Regions from separate parts of the Pan troglodytes genome. Here region 1 is linked to region 2. The links are chromatin contacts, called in public HiChIP or PLAC-seq maps. All regions are on one chromosome and are shown on one strand. The core of a region is the stretch at or near the end of the contact, and the rest is flanking DNA. Distances in the headings are between cores, read along the strand shown. Region 1 holds the start of ALKBH1 (alkB homolog 1, histone H2A dioxygenase). Region 2 holds the start of AHSA1 (activator of HSP90 ATPase activity 1).

Region 1 (7,539 bases), core at 3,003-5,502, 250 kb after region 2:
GGCACGCACCACCGTGCCCAGCTAATTTTTGTATTTTTAGTAGAGACGGGATTTCACCATGTTGGCCAGGCTCGTCTTGACCTCCTGACCTCAGGTGATCCACCCACCTTGGCATCTCAAAGTTCTGGGATTACAGGCATGAGCCACCACGCCTGGCGAGGACTTTTGATGTCATTAATTGTAATTCTTAATTAAATATGTTCAGCCTTGATAGCAACAAGTTTTAAGTTGTTATGCCATTTGAGAATGTGACTAGAGGGACAATTATGAATTATTCATAACTATTATATGACATTTATTACAATGATAACGATAAATTATTCTTCACAGCACTTCTGCCAAATCAGATGTTCAGAGTTGTGGCAGGGAGCCCAGAGGCAATGTCCTTATTTTTTCAATGGTCATGCCACTTTCAGCCACATTTGCAGGCACTGCTGACTCCTGTTCTATCCTTTCAAAACGGATGTCTTAGACAAGGTACAGTCTAGAATGGGTTTGGAAATGAAACATTTATCTGTTTATTGTGTGTATCCTTTGTCTATTTACTTGCTCACACACAGTACCTTCTTTGAAGACATGAAGACATAAATGATTGAGTGATATTGCCTTCTCTGAGGTCAGTTACACTCACCAGGATAGCCTTTGAGTCCATAGGCTTGCCACTTGCTGACGGGCTGAAGACCTGCTCTATATGCATTCTGCTCACTGACAGAAGACACATTTAGCTGAGATTTGATCACCTGGCAGGAAGGAAACAGAAGTTAAAGGACTAAATCTATTTTGCAGGTCAACCCTGGGAACCTCAAACCTCCAAAGACATTTCTTGTATGAGGCAAAGCTAGGATTCTTGTTTAAGATACAGAACCTTGCTCTATTGCTCAGGCGAGTGCAGAGGCATGATCATAGTTCACTGCAGCCTCAAGCTCCTGAACTCAAGTGATCCTCCTGTGTTGGCCTCCCAAAGCAATGGGATTAGAGGTATATGCCACTGTGCCTGGCCAAAGCAAGGAGTATTAAGTCTGGGGTTAATCTTAGCTGTACTGCTTACTTGATCTGGGCATTTTAGATGAGTCATTTAATGTCTTAGGGCCTCAGTTTCTCATCTATATAGTAACAGTAGAGTCACCCAAAATTAAGGCAAAATGGTAATAAGAAAACTTAAGCAGACTAATTTTGGCTTTCAAAACTACTTTTTCCTATGACATCATACCTTTCCAACTTCTTATGGGGTTGAATCATGAAAGGTGCTTGGTGTACTGAAATATCTTGAGTCACAAAGCTATTTACTTCAGTTAGGGCTAACAGTAATGCTTTTGAGACACTTGTATAGAGTTGGTATTTAAACAGAGCTATAAGGAACACCAAGCTGGACAGGGTGAGAAAATGAAAAGACAAGGCCGGTCGCAGTGGCTCACGCCTGTAATCCCAGCACTTTGGGAGGCTGAGGCAGGCGGATCACGAGGTCAGGAGTCCGAGACCAACCTGGTGAAACCCCGTCTCTACTAAAAATACAAAAATTAGTTGGGTGTAGTGGCGGGCGCCTGAAATCCCAGCTACGAGAGGCTGGGGCACCAGAATTGCTTCAACCTGGGAGGTGGAAGTTGCAGTGAGCTGAGATTGTGCCACTGTACTCCAGCCTAGGAACAGAGCAAGACTCTGTCTGAGGGAAAAAAAAAAAAAAAAAGAGAATGAAAAGAGAGTGCTGTAAACAGACAGAAAAAATGTTTCAGTGAGACACTGGGAATCCTGTTTGCTAAAAGTAAAAGCTAAAAAATCCTGTTTGCCCTCTTCTAGATGAAATGTCCAACTGACGCTACAACTTCTGCTTCTGTTAATTACTTAGAAATGAATTTAGTATTTCAGGGGCTGAAGTTTTCTTTGTATGTGAGTATCTAATGGATGGCTCATTACATTGGTTAAGAGACCCACTATGCAGTCATTGAAGTCAAAACATTAAAGGAAAAAACCTTTATTCTTCCCTGAATAGTAAACCTAGGGTCTGCCTTGCCTTAAAATATATGAAACAGGCCGAGCGGTGGCTCACACCTGTAATTCCAACACTTTGGGAAGCCTGAGGTCAGGAGTTTGGGTCCAGACTGGCCAACATGGCGAAACCCCGTCTCTACTAAAAATACAAAAATTAGCCAGGCATGGTGGCGCGTGCCTGTAGTCCCAGCTACTTGGGAGGCTGAAGCAGAAGAATCATTTGAACCTAGGAGACGGAGGTTGCAGTGAGCCAAGATCACGCCACTGCACTTCAGCCTGGGTGACACAGTGAGACGCTGTCTCAGTAAAAAAAAAAGTATATATATTATATATACACACACATATATACACACATATATATACACATATGAAACATTCTCTTTGAAAGAGAATGATCTTTTACCTTATCAACTTCTCCAAGTGTGGAGATTCCTGGACAAAATACCAAAAGTTTGCTGATGTATAACCAGTCTCTATAATAAAAGGGCTATCTGAAACCCTCTGACAGTACTATCAGCTGAGTTTTCCAGGTACCTAGGCACTGGTAAAACACTTTTAAGCATTTTGTCATGATTTCTTTAATAGGCCATACTTAATACTGCACTATAATTCAACACACTCTCGGAGGTGATGTTAGTGGACCTATTCTATCATATGCTAAACTGAACGACACCACTGAGCTTTTATAAAAGGTTTTCTCTTTCCTCCCTTGCCAGACTGTTAACCACCACTTTCCCCACCAGTCTCATCAGCTGGCTTGTAATAGTAACTTCTCTTAATTACTACTTTAATCTGCTTTGAGCTGAGGAACTAAACACCCAAGTTTTCATGTACTCAACACATACTGTACTTAGTACTGTTTTAGGTCCTGTACTAGACACATAATGGCTCATTCCCTGATGGCTGACATTCTAAAAAGCATGTACATATTATGGTAAAATGTAGGTAAAAGGAGCTGAATGAGAGTCTGAAGCGCTCTGGAGAGAAAAAGTATATTATTATTGGGGTGTGGACTTTCTGTATTTTGACAACTCTAAGACCACTTTTTTTCCCTAACAAATGAAGGTGCTGAAAAGCTGAGCTCAAGTATGCAATCATTAACACTTAATACTGTAGCATCCCAATTTTATCAGAGCTGTTAGGAAGCTTGGAAAGAATGCCTCATCTAGACATCTGTGGACAACACCAAGAGCAAATTAAGGCACTGCATATCCTCAACGTTAAAGTGGATTGTAAAGAAAGAAAATATAAATTGGACTACGGTTTTGGTTCCCCGTTTTCCCTCTTGCCTGTTATGTTCCCTTAAAAAATAATTTTTAAAAAATCTATTTACTTGAGAACAGGTTATGAGACTGGCTAATTTTTTGTATTTTTGGCGGAAACGGGGGTCTTGCCATGCCCCAGGCTGGTCTCGAACCCCTGGGTTCAAGCGATCCACCCGCCTCGGCCTCCGAAGTGCGGGATTACAGGCTTGAGCCACTGCTCCCGGACTGTGTTCCCCTTCTTAATCTCCATGGGGAAAAGTTGAGAGAACGGTGCCTGTATTCCATATATACTTGTTTGCCATTTATTTTCAACACGGAGGGATTCTCAGAATCCTTCAATGACCTCCTTCTAAAAGGGCCAGAGGAGAAGACAGGGACTAGTTTTACGCACAGCGGCTTAACAAACAGCGCCGCATCCCTGTCAGTTCTGGGATTCCTCGGGAGTGGTTTTTTTTTAAGCTGCAGAAGTCTACCCTACCGTCTACAAAGACGTTCTATGGGGTTTTACAAAAACCCAAACAGAAATGTGAGGAGACGGTTACAGTAAGAAATAAACACGGATTCCCAGGCTCTTTTGACTGAGCGCCCCCGCCAGGAATGGCCGCCTAAAGAAACAGGCATCTCAACGCTTTATTGCTAGTGTGACGGTTAGTGGGGAGTTCGACTCTGCAGCCAAAGGAGGGCAGGAATCGTTCAATAACAATCGGTCTGGAGATGAAAAGAGGCGAAGAAGACACGTAAGTCCCTCCAAGACGCGGGGCAAAGCGATGGAGAGACGCGCGCCACTCCTCTCTCTGTACCTTTTGGGCACCAGGACCCTTGCCACGGGCTGCGTGGGCCGCCGAGAAGTCGATGACCCCTTCCAGGTCTGCGGTCCCGGGCCGGCTCTGACGGTAGAAGCGGAAAAGTTTCCGAAAGGCGTCCTCCCCGGGCTCAGTCGCCAGAGTCGCCACAGAGCCCACGGCCGCTGCCATCTTCCCCATCTCGCGGCCTATACCCTCTGATCCGGAAGCAGATTCTCTCGTGTTCCGGATCCGGAAATTTTTTCCGGGGCCGCGACCTCGGCTCGAGAAGGTGCTTTAGTCTGAAGATGGCGGCCTCAGCAGCGCGAGGTGCTGCGGCGCTGCGTAGAAGTATCAATCAGCCGGTTGCTTTTGTGAGAAGAATTCCTTGGACTGCGGCGTCGAGTGAGTGATGGAGATGTGGGAGTAGTGGAATTTTTAGGTCCAAGTGATCCTCAAAGCTTCTGCTTTTTGCAGGGTACTTAAGTCAGCGTGGTGGCTGAATTAGGAGACTGCTCCTGAGCATGCAAGTGAGCAGAAAGAAATTTTGTTTGCAGTTAACCGTTTAGGGATGTCCCTTGAGCTTTTGGGGTCACGAATGCACCGGCTCTTGCATTTAGGAGTGATTTGGTGTAAAGATTTATTACTTGGTAACCAAGATTTACAATTTAGAAGGGATAATTTTGACTGTAGTGTGGAGGATGGATTCAAGGTGGCAAGATTGTAGGCGTGCAGAGGAGCTAAAAGGCAATTTCATTAATTTACTTAAAACGTGAGGACCTGAATTAGGGCGATGGTAGAAGGATGGTGGTCAGATGCATTAATGTTTTAAAAGCAAATTAGATACCGTTTCGTGATGGCTTAAGTGGGAGAAGTGTACGGAATAAAGGAAAGGGAGGAATGATTTCTGGGTTTTTAGCATTGGTGAATTGTTTGTTTAGAAGTTAGGAGCAGGCCAAGAGAAGATGAGTAAAGTTTGAATGTGTTAACTTTGAGAAACTTGTGAGGTTTCCGTCAGGCAATTGGACAAAGGTTGTATATCATTGTGGCAGAGAAGTGGACTCCGAAGCTAGACCCTTGCGGTTAGAATTCCAACTTGGCCATTTAATCGTTGTATCACTTGAATAACTGAAGTTAGTATGGGAAAAGGGCTCACAACTGGGCCTCAGTTTACTCATCGATAAAATGGAGTCAATAATACCCAACTCATAGGATTGTTGAGAGGATTGAGTTTATATGCAAACTTCTTAGACTTGTGTTAGATACAGTGTAAGTACTCAGCAAATGATAGTTATTTTCACGGTAACTAAAATTGAAACTTACGGGAGAGGCCTAGTCTACAGATAAAGGTTGGAATAATTAGTTCTGAAATCTTTCACCACCTTCAATTTTTGTCAGCTGCAGTTTTGAGATGAGGTTTTTATATTTGCTTACCAACATGTAAACATTCGTGGTCACTCTTTTTGTAGATATTCATGTTTCAGGTCAACCCCTGGAAACAAAATGGAGCAAGATTTAGTTTCTTCTAAGTTTTTTGTGGCTCAGATGTGAGTAGTAGAATGGGAAATAGGTTGGTTTGTGCCCCATCTTTTAAACATGTGGTTGGTGAAGACCAAGCCCAGTAAAGTCTCCCGTAGTCCCTGTGAAACTTTATGGAAAGGCGGAGGAGTTTCATTAGCATCTTGCGGATGCAAGTTTCCAGACAATAAAGGGCTAGTTTAAAACCCTTAAAAAGAGTCAGCATTATGTACAGCTTTGAAACAGTTTCTCTTTGTTGTTCCATTGATTCAGCAAATATTTATTTGAGTATCTATTCTGTGGTAGGCATTGTTCTTGGTGCTTGCAGCTGTTTTTCCTTCACCATTTTAGGCAATTTAGGAAGAGGGTTACCTTCCAGAGCTGGTTTGTTTTGAAATCAGTGTCTTCTAGGACTTTAATTATCTGGTATACAACATATGTTTAACATTATTTTGTTCTCCAGTATCATATTCTGTGAGACGTTGATCTTGCCAGTTGGTTTGACTTAACCATTAGAGCCCTTCAAAATTTAGTCTCTGTGGATTGTTGGAAGGATTAGTGGACTTTTACTTATTCATTTAGCCAATATTGAGGCCCTGCTGTTTATTGGTCACTGTAAACATAGTGGTTTATATGCTGAGGGAGCTTACAATTAGTGGTGGGGATGAAGAGACTTAGAACAAATATAGGCAATTGTTGAACCAGTGAGGTTTTGGTGAACTAGGAGAACTAAATAGATATTATAAAAAGTAAATCAGTGAAGTACAAGCACTGTAGTTCAGAAGAGAAACAGATCGTGTAGTTTTTAGTCTTTAAGATTATATACTCTAAATCTTTGAAGTCTCACAGAGCTGGTACATTGTCTTGTACTGTGATAGGAGCCCAATAAAGTAATACTCAGTGGATGTACTTGGTTTGGGTCTTGAAGGATAGTTATAGTTACAAGTTAGCCAGGGGGAGATAGGATTACCAACATATGGAGGGGAGAGAACAACATATGAAAAGAGGGTAACCCGCAGGACAGATAAAGATAATTCAATTAGTTGTACTAGAGAGTAACTAGGGGCTAGCAGTGGGGAAATAAGGCAGGAAGGATAGGTGAGGGCAACTCAACACATTTTACTAAATTGTGAAAGACCAGTAAGTTGGGATTTTATTTGGAAATCTTCAGTATACTGGGAAACACACTGGATTGTAATTTGTCTTTTTCTTCATTGTGATCTGCTCACAGGGATCATAGTCCACATAGCACAGTAACTGGTATGAAAGCACTCGATATTTGCTGAGGATGGAGACTGCAGCCAACTCAACTACCTCTCTGTCCATCTCACCTTCTCACCACCAAGTCTGGTACATTATGGCTTTATAGTCAGTACCATAGCTGCTTCCTAAATCTTAAGCCTTTAAGGAAATGCAAAGTAGTTCCTGTCCACAAGAAATCTGGTGACCCTGGGACCACTTTTAGTTTCTTTCTACAGTCTAAGATAGAGAATCCAAAATATAGTAACTACTTTTAATGTTTTCTTCTGCCACACAGGTCAGCTGAAAGAACACTTTGCACAGTTCGGCCATGTCAGAAGGTGCATTTTACCTTTTGTAAGTATTAAGGAAAAGTAGGTGGGAGGTGGGGATGGCTAATGGGTACAAAAAAAATAGAATGAATAAGACCTATTTGATAGTACAACAGGGTGACTATGGTCAATAATGTACATTTTAAAATAACTCAGAGTGTAATTGGATTATTTGTAACTCAAAGGATAAATGCCTGAGGGGATGGATACCCCATAAGTCAAAGGATAAATGCTTGAGGGGATAGATACCCCATGCTCCATGATGTGCTTAATTTACATTGCATGCCTATATCAAAACATCTCATGTACTCCATAATAAATATATATATTTATATATATAAATGTATAAATATATACACCTAATAATATATAAATATATATAAATATATACCCAAATAAATATATACACTTACTATA
Region 2 (7,362 bases), core at 3,591-6,090:
ACCCCAAATGAGAATGAAATAGCCAGCCAAGCGTCAACGCCTGAAGAGCAGACCTATATAGCCATGTGGGAACTCCTGCTGGATTTCCCAAGTATCTTCTCCTGGAGTTAAGTTTCCAGATGTATGCTTATCTGAAAATAGTCTTATCCTAGTCCCTCTCCTAACTAGCATTGAAGAAACAAACAAGTAGAGCCTTCATCAGTGATAAGAATCCTCAACATCTATCCCCGCCTAGGGACTCTTCTACTTACTTCCCACAGGTTCCCCACTCCAGCTGACTCGCTCCAGGTCATCATCGTCATCATCATCCACGAAGTCTCGGAGGCTGTTCACCGCCCGCTTGGACTCCTTTAACTGCAGAGGGATACAAGGCTAGGGTGCTCAGGCAAATCATCATTTCCCACCTCTCTTCTGACAATCAAGAAGGCTGAGGAATTGGGGCCTGAAGGTGGCCAACACTCGCCCTGTGCAATCGAAAGCCTAGCATACTACATATTTGCCACGAAAACAAACTGATTTTTAGCCAACCTACAGTCCAGTGATAAAAGAGTTAGGAGGAATCAAAGTCACTTTTGAATTCTCATCATATTCCTGGCAGTGACTTGCTATGTAAACCTGAGTGAATTTATTCACCTCTCTAAAAATAAATGATTCCTCAACTGCAAAATAGACACAACAAAGATAAATCTTCCAATCCAGTTCATCTTTCAAAAAAATATATATATATCACATAAATAAAAGACTTGGGGTTCTTCAAAAGAAAAAAAAAACCTGTAGGAATAAATCATCTTAAAAAGGTAAAGTAAGAAAGGCAGTGAGCTGGATTTTACAATCCTTCTGGCTCTTTCCTGAGCCTAATGAAGACATACATGGTCAAAAGCCTAGTTACCCAGAATGCAAGAGGAAGGAATTTTAGAGTGGCACTGTGGAGAAGAGTACACACTTCAGCAGCCGACCTACCTGTGAAAGCTCATCATCTTCATCGTCAAAGGTAAAAGCCTTGAACTTGGAGCTGTTCCAATACTCCTCCTCATCACCCTTTGTCCGATTCATCTACAGTGACAGGAAAACATACATTGCCCCTTTCTGGGTCTCTCCCTAAAGAGTTCCAAAAGCTTTAGTTTCCTGTACCACTAACTGATGCCAAAAATCAAGGATGCAGAAAAGAATCTGGTAAAACAAATATTGAACCTGCCATATAAAACCAGATTCTTGGGTCTCCAACTGATCAAATCATACTTCTAATCTTCTAATTACCCATAAGTAGTCATCTATTCTTAAGAGCATCCGCTTTGTCCAGGGCACTCTCTCAGGTGTTGTAAGGTATATAAAAAAGTGCCAGAGGCTGGGTGCAGTGGCTCAGGCCTTTAATCCCAGCACTTTGGGAGGCCGAGGCAGGCAGAACACCTGAGGTCAGGAGTTCGAGACCAGCCTGACCAACATGGAGAAACCCCGTCTCTACTAAAAATACAAAATTAGCCGGGCATGGTGGCGCATGCCTGTAATCCCAGCTACTCAGGAGGCTGAGGCAGGAGAATCGCTTGAACCCAGGAGGCAGAGGTTGCGGTGAGCAGAGATCGCACCACTGCACTCCAGCCTGGGCAACAAGAGCGAAACTCCGTCTCCAAAAAAAAAAAAAAAAGTGTCAGACGTGGGGACCCTACAACAGAGCTAGGGCATTCAGCATAGGTATGTATTAAAAGCAACAGTGCAAGGCAGGCAAATGCTGTAAGAATCTATCAAAAAACTTTGCTGAATACACAAGGAAGAGCAATCAGAACATGCACAAAACAGACAAAAATTGCATTCACATTTTCAACAAATACTTATTGAGCACCATCTCTGAGGCACTGTTCTAGGCTCTGGGAATACTACAGTGAATGAAACTGACAAATATTCCACCCTCATGTATGCTTTTTAAATGCCTGAAAGAACGGAAAGCAAAGCAATTAAAAGAAGCAGAATTATCTCACCTAAATCTTCAAATTATGACTATTTTATTAACAACTGTTGGCCAAAATTTGAGAAATGAGGGGATGGCCAAGAAAAGCAAGTATATAAAGAAGTAGTCAAAAGACCACAAGTCCCTGTTATAACTACTATAAAATTCAATTTTGCCCTGCAAAAACAAGTTTTGCCCTAGAATTACAAACTAGGCAGGGCACAGTGGCTCATATCTGTAATCTCAGCACTTTGGGAGACTGAGGTGGGAGGATCACCTGAGCCCAAGTTCAAGACTAGCCTGGGCAACATTGTAAAACTGTCTCTACAAAAAAATTTAAAAAACAAAACAAAAAACTAGCTGGACATGGTGACGTAATCCCAGCTGCTTGGGAGGCTAAGGTGGGAGGATCACCTGAGCTTGGGACGTCGAGGCTGCTATGAGCTGAGATTACACCACTGCACTCCAGCCTGGGTGACACAGTGAGACCCTCCCTATCTCCAAATAAGGAAACAGAATTACAAACTAAACTATCAATGCCAACAGGACTAGAATGAAAACTATGATTTAAGCCAAGGACTGGGTATAAAACTCCCACAGCACCAAAAATAACTGTAAAGGCTAAACAGCATCAAGTTCTAAAAGAACCATTTGCTTTTCCTTTTAATAGCACCTTCATCAATAAAAGCTTGAGAAAAGCCTTGTCATGGTAGTCCTGTTGAGGCTTTTGATAGCCCTTAAAGATACTCTACTGTTACTTCCTGACTCTGTTTTCAACTCAGGGGATATAGGGATAGCAAGGGTATTGTGGGAATTTTCTACTATCTGGTCCCTTCTCATGGCAGACATCACTAATTGATTTCTACTGGTACAGGGTTGTTTAAAAATCCTTTTCTGTATTTAATTTTAGGGAGATAAACCAAAAATGCTGGCAGACACCATGAAATCATCCCACACAGACATTGTAGTCAGGCAACCTTGAGTTCAAATCCTGGTTTCTCTTAATTCTGAGCAAAGTGGATAAATGACTACTTCTAAGCCTTGGAGAAAATTATATCCTATCTCACAGGGTTGCAGGGAACATCTATAAAAGTGTCTAGCAGAAAGTAAATACTAAATGTTATTTCCTTTTAATATGGAATATCATACTGACATTTTTCTGTCTTGGTTTTCCCGTCTGTTAAATGGGCATAACAGATGACCTACCTTAGAAATGGTTATGAGGAGTAAACCAGTTAATACATGTAAAGTGCTTAGTGCCTGACCCAAAATTAACACTCAATAGTAACTTTTATTATTAATACATCATCCTGGTACCTTGGGAAAAGCTAAAAAAGAAAATATTTTTTAGCAATCCTAAAGATTAAAAAAAATACAAAAATTCTGAGTAGCCACAAATGATGAAGATATGTATAGAACATATAAATGTCTCTGGCACACATGTCAGTTCATAAATCACTCTGTCATTCGTTTGATCCTCAGAACAATCTTGTAAGGTAGGCCTGGGAGATTCCATTTCCATGTTACTCATGGGGAAAGTGAGGCACAAAAGAGTTCAGTATCAAAGCCACTTTGTTAAGTGCTCCTATTTCAAATTACAATCCAGGCTTTCTGGCTCCTAGACCATTTCTAGTGTCTTGCATGGTCCTTCTACCTATTTTTCACTTTCCAGAAAACTAGAGATCATTCCTTCACTATAGTAGTTATCTACAGATAGACATAGAATGTGTCTAACAAACACAATAATCTGCCAGAGGATTTCTGGAATCTTTTTAACCATGCAATGGCAGTAAACAACTGCCATCAATTTGTATTTATAACGCCAAATGAGAAGCTAGGTTTACTTGGCAAGTATAGATAATGATCTAGTGGCTCTAGAGTTATAAAGTAATCAGGTACGATTGTCACTCTTAAGAGTGACAGGTGCTTCAACATGATTTAAAATACTTCAGAGGTTTGTCTTTATCGTCTCTTGTTTACTGACAGCCAACAAGGCAGGGTGAGAGACCTCAGGGGAGAACAGGAACTTTACAAAGGAAAACAGAAGAATCAGCAAGAAAACCACAACATGCTCCCTGCCTCAGAAAACTCCAAAAACCAGCTACTGAGAAGTCAGACTTGGTTTCAATTATCTTCCGAGCCAGGAAGATACAGGTGAGGCTTGTGAACTGAGACCAGGAAACAAGAGTTAAGCTAGGATGACTCTACGGGTGAACGTCCAGGAAGCCATGGATCTACCGCAGTCGTCAGAGCCCAGCGGATCCCTGGCAGAGTTAAATGCTCGTTCTGAACCAAATGTCCGCTTCCGAACCAATCGCTGGTGCTCACTCGCAGCCCCAATCCCAAGCGTACTCCAGCGCCCAAGGGTCGCCCTGACTGAAAGAAGAGAATAAGGCCTGTAGTCGTAGGGTGTAGGGATGCCTCCTAGAAGAGGGGAAAAGATTAAGATGCGGAGAGGCTGGACTCTGCCAAATACGCGACCCAAGGGGCTTGGGACACCCTCACCTCTTCCGCACAGAGCCCTCCCTCTCAGGACAGCGCCAGCCTCCGCCGCCGCTGGACCAGCCCTTCTGTTCAGGCTGTGCAGCTTAGAGAAGGGGGCGGAAGGGAATAATCGTGGGGCGGAGAGAAAACACGAATAACGAGACCGCAGGGCATGCTGGAAGTCGTAGTTTCTTCTGCCTCTGCTGTCAGGCGCTGTCCCGACGAACCACAAGGCTTCTTGACTACAGCCCCCAGAAACCCCAAGCACCGTGCTAGGTCATTTCCTATCCTTTCCGCGCGACCTTCCGCGGTTATCCCCCGGGTCACGTAGCAAGACTACAATTCCCATGAGGCTCAGCAAGGGCGATTTAGGGTCCAGGGAAGCAATGAGACGTGTTCTTTGTTTTCCTATGGGTGAGGAATGGTTGTATGAGCAGTTGGGTTTCGGGACGCTTTTTGGGGAGAACCCGAGGGAGTCTGAAGGATCTCTAAATCAGGCGGAACCCACGGTGCGGCGAGTTGGGACGGAAGTAACCGGTGGGAGTGGGGAGGAGCCGGAAGTTAAGGAGGGGAGGGGGTGGAGGGAAAAGCAAGCCAGGAGGTGCTTGCGGCCGCTTCTAGTAGTTTCCAGGCGCTGCCGGGCGGCTGGCACTAAGCGGTCCTGAGGCTGTGGCTACGGCTGCTCCGGAGCTGGTGGCGCCGCGATAGGAGAGCCGATGGCCAAGTGGGGTGAGGGAGACCCACGCTGGATCGTGGAGGAGCGGGCGGACGCCACCAACGTCAACAACTGGCACTGGTGAGGGCCAGCAAAGCAGGCCGGCCTTGGGAGACCTGCGGCCGGGCCAGGGTTTCAGGGTTCCTAGAACCTCGGTCCGGACAGAGCCGGGGCTGAGGTAGCCCTGTCCGGAGATGGGGGTGGGTCCTTCCTGTGGCAGGGGTCCGTAGCCCCAGGCCTCTCCACTCCGCGGTCACCTTCTCAGTGTTTGAGGGGAGGGAGATGGACTTGGAGGGCTGCGCCCCAGAGGAGGGTTGTCAGAGAGACTAGGAGATAACGCCCTGGCTGCTGCATCCAGCCCGAGCAGGGAGGTGCTTACTACACGTGGCCAGAGGAGTCACTGAGACTGGAACCTCCTTTGATTGTGTTGGGAGATAGCTGTGAAAGGCCTAAGGCCAGGGGTCTGTAATTCCTATTTTGCGGCCTGCGGTAAAATTAAAAGTCATTCATAGGGGACCGCTGCAGCGGTCCCGCGGGAGATTGAGAACGTGTTGTGCAGGTGCTCAGAGCTCAGATAGCTGCGGCCTCTCACCCGGAACTATCAGGTCGGGTGTGTTGGAACTCCAGGTTGCCGAGCAGCCGTGGTTTTATAACCTGACCGTTCTTAAAATAACTGCCCTGCTTCATGAAATCTTCCCAAAGTAATGTTTCCTTATTTTTGAATTCCACTGAACTTTGTTCATAATGTTTGTATTGTACCGTTACTTTGTTGCAGCCTTTTTTGCTGTTGTTTTCTCTAATAGTTAATAAGTAGGAAGGCAGATAGTGATGTTTCTTTTCCATATCTCACTTTGTATTGTCTCTTCTTAACATGCAGAGTACTTGACCTAATTTTTGTTGTTTGTTTTGAAGCCCTGGACTTAACGTTTTTCTGGCCATCTAGGGGGCAGTGAATGTGTAGGAAGTTTATAATACAAGTGCGAATCTGATAGGTCAGAACACTGTGCCAGTGAGGTCAGGGTTATTGGTTTAATCCTTTCTGGGCCTTTTAGCTAAGTACTATTCTTTCATGGTCCAGTCTGTGTTCCTGATCTCAGCAATATGTGCAGTTTTCCACTTGGTCAAATGGGGGCGCCATGTTAAAGTATCGAGTATTCCCCCGCACCATCATGCCGAGAAAGGAGAGCATAATTTTCCACTGAGTTTATACCATTTTCTACAGCAGCTGTCTTTGTTGACAGTGTGCAACCCCTTGTCTTCCTAAAAAAAGAATGACATGTTTGTGGACATACTGGAGTGGGACTGGGAGTTTTTGTGTTCTTTTCAAACTATTTGTCAGGCCTCCTTTAACCTCGTATTCTCTTGCATAGAGCAGCGTATCCTCCGTTTGACTGCTGGTTCATAGCTCTGTTTCTGCTTTGCAGGACGGAGAGAGATGCTTCAAATTGGTCCACGGATAAGCTGAAAACACTGTTCCTGGCAGTGCAGGTTCAAAATGAAGAAGGCAAGTGTGAGGTGACGGAAGTGAGTAAGCTTGATGGAGAGGCATCCATTAACAATCGCAAAGGGAAACTTATCTTCTTTTATGAATGGAGCGTCAAACTAAACTGGACAGGTAAGTCTAAGCTGGGCTGTCAGAGAGATTAACTGTGTTTTGTTTAACCTGTTAAGTAGCTGGAGAGAACAGTTTTGAGGAGTTACAGACCTTGAAGGGAGAAGGCAGATGTTGCTGCTTTGGAGTCCTATGTTAAAGCAGTATCGAGTCCTGGAATTTCTTTGCCATTGTGGGATGCTAAATGGATTTCCTGTGTCTGGGTCTCATAAGTCCCATCCATGAAGTGGCCGGGCCACTGCATCTTTGGACCTTCTACGATGATATTTCTTCAGACTAGCTACATGTATCTTGTGAGTGATTTAAAAGGAGGAAGGAGAGGATTTTTTTGGTCTTGATCTTTGTGCACTGTCTTCAGTGTGAATCTTAACAGATTAAACCACTGCGCTAATGAAGCTTGTGTGTGACAGTAATTTGGGGCTGTTTTATCTGTCTTCTAGTTTTATGTCCCTTGTGTATGACATTAGGAAAAAATTGAGGTCATGCGTATGACCGTTTTGGACAGTCCTGACTGTCGGGAGCCTGAATGTAAAAAGGCACTAAAGCTAAGGGAGTATGAGATAGCTACTGTCTGTGTATGGGGCAAAGCATGAAATTTGTGCTTTGATA

What was found. HiChIP or PLAC-seq counts read pairs in DNA pulled down with a chosen protein or histone mark.
Region 1: a contact with region 2 is called in an H3K4me3 HiChIP or PLAC-seq map of stem cell-derived excitatory neurons, with 2.3 times the contacts expected there. The contact joins the promoter of ALKBH1 here to the promoter of AHSA1 in region 2. A contact is called at or near these places in 1 of 7 Hi-C or Micro-C datasets (stem cell-derived neural progenitor cells) and 1 of 1 datasets of contacts at active chromatin or transcription factors (stem cell-derived excitatory neurons).

The regions. Positions count from the first base shown.
Region 1 is chr15:75,655,440-75,662,978 of NHGRI_mPanTro3-v2.0_pri, forward strand. ALKBH1 (alkB homolog 1, histone H2A dioxygenase) reads right to left here and starts at 4,253. Exons shown (of 6, transcript XM_510096.8): 1 at 4,052-4,253; 2 at 632-740. The coding sequence starts at 4,234. It overlaps SLIRP (SRA stem-loop interacting RNA binding protein), which reads left to right and starts at 4,310. Exons shown (of 4, transcript XM_003952546.5): 1 at 4,310-4,438; 2 at 7,089-7,147. The coding sequence starts at 4,342.
Region 2 is chr15:75,409,051-75,416,412 of NHGRI_mPanTro3-v2.0_pri, forward strand. AHSA1 (activator of HSP90 ATPase activity 1) reads left to right here and starts at 4,841. Exons shown (of 9, transcript XM_063793815.1): 1 at 4,841-4,935; 2 at 6,566-6,756. It overlaps VIPAS39 (VPS33B interacting protein, apical-basolateral polarity regulator, spe-39 homolog), which reads right to left and starts at 4,834. Exons shown (of 20, transcript XM_001164812.7): 1 at 4,448-4,834; 2 at 961-1,053; 3 at 252-354. The coding sequence starts at 1,053.